Linked DNA regions of Zea mays: region 2 is linked to region 1. Evidence: chromatin contacts called from public Hi-C data. All regions are on one chromosome and are shown on one strand. Each heading gives the region's core, a stretch centred on a gene start, on an enhancer-like site or on the middle of the called end of the contact. The rest is flanking DNA. Distances are from core to core; before and after follow the strand shown. Region 1 holds the start of LOC100381505 (ATP-dependent DNA helicase 2 subunit KU70). Region 2 holds the start of LOC100216869 (40S ribosomal protein S15-4).

Region 1 (2,626 bases), core at 41-2,540:
GCTGAGTTGGTTAGGTGGTCTAAGTAGCACTCGTTCTGGGTTCGACTCCCCGTGGGAGCGAATTTTCAGGTTGTGGTTCAAAAATCTCCTGGCCTGTCCTACGCGAAAGCACGGGTCTAAGACCTGGCCCCGGTCACAGTCATTTTCACATGGGCTACAGTGCCGTTGTGTATGGGATGGGGCATGGGTTCGGAGGGTTTCTGGACCTGCATGACTGCATGAGAAGGTCTTCTTCTTAATATAATGTTGTGGGGGCAGCTCACCCCCATTGGACAAATTTTTTTATAATGTTACAATAGAAACCAGTGGTCAAACTTGTGTTATGAGCTTATGGCCCTTTTGGATAACATTTTGGTGTTCAATATCAAATTGTTTGTGACAGGTGGTAGTAATGATATATTGAGTAAAACTGGAAATGTGCAACATAGAGTTCTAACATAATACAAAGAAGAGTTGGATAACATTTTGTACAAAGAAGAGTTCTAACATAGAACTGGAAATGTGACAGGTGTATGCTTACTGATGTGAGAAAGAGCTTACAGTGTTAAAGAAACATATTGCGACTTCATCATAAGATCTACCAATAATTTGTGTCTTCAGAGACTCTGTGATGCAGTTAACAATGGTATGGAAATGTGTCTCCTGCTTTTCATTGTCCTGAAAAGAAATTTTACGTTGTTATTTAGTAGCAAAAATCTAGAACAAACTTAATGATGCAACTTCACAGGTCTTAATTTCCCAATAGAGACATAAAAAATTGATACCCAGATAAAGAGACATAAAAATGGTACCCAGATTGTCGAATTAAGTGGCTAGAGTACTTGTGCCTCACCTGGGTGGTGGCAGGGGTGAACATTTTGGGCGAGGCGTCGACAAGGTAGACAACCATCTCCTTGTTCGCCTCCCTCTCCTGGTTCCCCGAGAAAGCAATCCAGCACCCGCGAAAAATGCAGTGCCGCGGCATGGTCAAATACTCAAATTAGTTTTTTTCTTCAAAACACTGATCCAATAGAAGGAGAATATGGAGAGAGGACGCAGCTAAGAGCCGGTACGAACCTGGACACTGTCTTCGTCTTCATCGCTGTCGTCGCGGAAGATCCCCTCTGGGTCCAGGTCCATGGCGCCGAGGTCGGGAACTGGAGGTCTGGAAGGTTCTAGAAACTAACAAGGGTTTAAGGTAGGTTTGAGACAGCAAAGGGGCGCAGGGCGTGGGAAGGTCCTAGAAACTAGCTAGGGTTTAAGACAGGTATGAGACAGCAAAGGGGCGCAGGGCGTGGGAAGGTTCTAGAAACTCGCTACCGTGGCGCCGTTTTTTTTGTGGGAAACCACGGCTCTACGGCGCTGCTGCCACGAACGAAGCCAGCCGAACAACTTGACGGAAGCGAAACCCAGCCGAGTCTACGGCGTGGGCCAGAATCGGTAATTAATTTTAGTTTAAAATTAATAGATATAGGGTCCAGTCCTAATTTAATCTGATTCATATTACCATCAATATGGGCAGGTGACTTGCACCCATAGCAAAGCGGCACCACAGCGGATTCCAAGAGGGAACACACTTTACACGCGGATGGATTTCATAAAATCTTTGGGGTCACTGACGTGCGGGACTAAACCACGGCTGATCCTACACATCAGTGAATGGATGTTGCGGTAGTGAAACTGATTCCCACTTTTACACTCGGATGCAACGCTCGCCAACGCGCCTACGCTCGCTGGCTTGCAATTGCAATCCAACAGCAGCAGCCCTGTTTGAATGGTTTCCCTCACGCTCGCTGCGATCTCTAGCAGATTTTTTATCACATCCCCTGTTTCGACTTCTATTTTAAATCCTACTCTCATGGAGTCAGCCCCACGTCAAGCATTGTGCAGTCTATCAGCGCTAGAGGAAGTCACCAAGGCCATCATCAATTCGTTGTTGCAGAAGGTTGCTAGGCGTGGCCCCTCATCAACAAGATCCTTCCATGTGCTTTCAAAATGGGTTCAAAGTTTACAAATATACAAGTCTTGTTTCTTTCAACCATGTTAAGTTTCAGTTGTCTTCATATATAAAATATTTTACATGAATATATATATATATATATATATATATATATATATATATATATATATATATATATGATTTGAAACATCTACTTAAATGACTAAATTAACTAATATATATTACTGCCTGTTCGACATTGTTACTAAATGTTATACATATTACTGATGCGGTAGTTACTGACAATACATATATATATTACCGTGTTAAAAGTAGCCATATTGTACTGACTGTATAATAAGATCATAACAAAAAATTGTTTGCTGAAAAAAAACTATTATGATGTTACTGATGTTAACAGATAAATAAAAAATCATCATATCATCACTCCTCATTGATGATCTTTTTTAAAAAGGAGTGATGCAGATTATGAATCACTTGAAAAAAATGTATCCATAATCCAGTACTACCATGACCATAAATACATTGAGAGAAACTGCAGGAAAAAATCAACAGCAATTTGGGTGCCGATGAATCAAAACCCCTATCGGTAACCAATCACAAAACCCCACTCCTCCGTAGTTTCTGATCTTCTGGTTACAGAATCACCACCACCAGATTTCCGCTCTGTCTAGTCCAAATACAAAA
Region 2 (2,626 bases), core at 46-2,545, 230 kb after region 1:
ATCAGACACAGGAGACAAAAAAAATTCCCAGAACCCTAACTATCTCTTCGCCAACTGTCCACAAACTCTACAAGAGAGGGGATGGACAAACATTAGTATAATAAAAACACATAGTTAGATCCATCCAAAGAAGGAATAACAAACCACAAAGTCGCCTATAATCCATCCATCCAGCATCCAGACTCGGAGAAACCGAGGAACTAGTACATCGAGCCGTCGCCCGCAGTGATTGAGAGGTAAGCCTGCTGACGACGATTGAACCCTAGTAGCGTGTGGGTACTTCAGGCGCACCCGAAAGGCAACGAAACAGGAAATTTCACGTGGCAATCAGTCAGTGACTACAAATTTTTTGTCCACTCTACTCCGCCTCCTCGTTAGCCTGTGGTACCGCTGGTATGGTTGGGTCTCGACGGGAAGAAGAGAGCGAAATCGACGTCGCGGTGGGGGCGGATCGGCGTCACGACAACCTTCCATGCGACGTCGTGGGGAGGAGGTGTGCGTTGATGGCGACCTCGGATCCCCGGATCGGCGTTGATGGTGGGGAGCAGAGATCGAGGAAGGTGGGGGGATCCGCGACACGTTGATGGCGGATCGAGGGGGCAGTGGGTGGGGCGGCCTCGGATCCCCGGATCTACGTTGATGGTGGATCGACGTCGCGTTGATGGTGGGGAGCAGAGGGGCGGTGGGTGGGGCGGATCGGCGTCGCGTTGATGGCGGATCGGCAGAACCGTGCACCAAAATAATATGTGGACGTCTACAGTAATGCCTTAAGAAGTAGTAGATATTCGGTTGTGCAGGGATTGAGGGTGATTGAAGAAGAATTTAATCATCTTCTATTAAAAATTGAATAGAAGGGAATTAAATTCACATCAATCTCCTCAAGTCACTGAGCAACCAAACAAGCTCTAATAAGAAACCCATAAGCACATCTTTTCAATCATATTTTTACTTCCCACAATATCTCTTAAAGCTTTGTATCTGTTCTTGATCTGGATTTTATGCTCATACTATAAATTAAAATAACCTGTGCTCAGTAATGGTACGAGTAAAGATACCAAAATTTAAACAAATGGCGCGGTATAGGTAAAGAATCCATGTCAGCTATAAAAAACTGGCTAGGCTTGCAGGATGCGACAGGCACCACGATATCCAGCCCATAATGAGCCCGGTAGAGTTAGACTCAAGGACAAACATATATCTAGGCCAGCCCACTAATAAACCGGACGAATACTGTTCCACGGGCTCACCACCGTGCGCAGCTATATATAAGCTGAGATTCCGACGCGCACCTCCTTCTAAACCCTACCCGACTCCGCCGCCGCTCCGCCGCCGCTCCGCCTCAGCGCATCGCCCTCCGCCACAGCGTACCGCGACCTCATCGATCACCTTCAACTTTCAATCATGGTGAGTTCCCCGCCAAAACTGTACCCACCTCCAAGATCCTGGGCGTCCCTATGACTCGCACATGGACTAATTTGTGTTGCGCAGGCGGACGTCGATGTCGAACCGGAGGTTGCCGCCGGCGCTCCCAAGAAGAGGACGTTCCGCAAGTACAGCTACCGCGGCGTCGACCTAGATGCGCTTCTCGACATGTCCACGGACGACCTCGTCCAGCTCTTCCCCGCGCGCGCCAGGAGAAGGTACCTTTCGTGCCGCGACTCGTTTGTTTCCGTAGTATTTTTGTTTGCTGAGTTTGTTTTGGTAGGTTCCAGAGGGGTCTGAAGAGGAAGCCCATGGCACTCATCAAGAAGCTGCGCAAGGCGGTCAGTTTCCAACCGCTTAGTTTTCATTACCACTTTTTGTTAGCGTGCCCCGATCAAGATAATTGCGTGGATCTGTTATGGTGCCATTATTAACGATGCTTATTAGATTCTTTTTTTTCTATTCTTATGTCTTTCGTGTTCAGCTAGAAGAATTCGAGAAAACCGAAATGTGTCTTCTCGAATGAGTTTGATGCATCTTCTCTTAATTTTACCCATACGATATGAGGTGTGATCTTGGTGTCAAAATTTTGAGCAAATCTCAGTGCCTATTGTTGTATAGTGTAAATATCGTCTTGAAATGATATGCTATTAATCAACCAGAAGGCTGGTTACTTGAATGCTTGGCAAGGTTGCTATTATTGAGTGTTGCAATTACAAATGTCGTGGCAATGTTGCTAGTATTGAGTGTGTAGCAATTACAAATGTTGAATCTTGTTATCTATGTCTAGAAGCAGAAGTTGCTGTATTTTGTAGAGCTTCTATATCATTTGTTCTCTCTTTTCTCTAGACAAATAAGCTTTTGGTTTAGAAGGTGCAAGTAAATATACTTTTGAAATTGCTTCTGAATGGTGCATACTTTTTCGTTTTCGTATTTATGTAGTCTGCTGTTTTGTGACCTGCCTTTGTTTCAATCAGACTATTGTTGTGTCTGCCTAATACTATTGGGATATTGATAAATCAATTTTTCTATCCTGAATGTACAGTATGCTAGCTGTAGTGCCTTCTGTTCTGTGCCAGGTAGATGCGGTCAATGCAAGATTGTGTTTACCAGTCATCATCTGTGGAAGTTTGTTTACCTATACTTGTTACACAATTTCCTCACGAGCTATATCCCACTGTCCTCAACAGAAAAAGGATGCTCC

Evidence for each region. Hi-C and Micro-C count contacts between places; a contact is called where the count stands out from the background.
Region 2: a contact with region 1 is called in a Hi-C map of ear, with 2.5 times the contacts expected there. The contact joins the promoter of LOC100216869 here to the promoter of LOC100381505 in region 1. A contact is called at or near these places in 2 of 25 Hi-C or Micro-C datasets (ear and tassel).

Annotation. Positions count from the first base shown.
Region 1 is chr2:239,348,989-239,351,614 of Zm-B73-REFERENCE-NAM-5.0, forward strand. It overlaps LOC100381505 (ATP-dependent DNA helicase 2 subunit KU70), which reads right to left and starts at 1,291. Exons shown (of 19, transcript NM_001320881.1): 1 at 1,057-1,291; 2 at 833-910; 3 at 541-657. The coding sequence starts at 1,119.
Region 2 is chr2:239,579,086-239,581,711 of Zm-B73-REFERENCE-NAM-5.0, forward strand. LOC100216869 (40S ribosomal protein S15-4) reads left to right here and starts at 1,296. Exons shown (of 4, transcript NM_001353436.1): 1 at 1,296-1,404; 2 at 1,489-1,640; 3 at 1,706-1,763; 4 at 2,613-2,626. The coding sequence starts at 1,402. It also overlaps the pseudogene LOC103648251.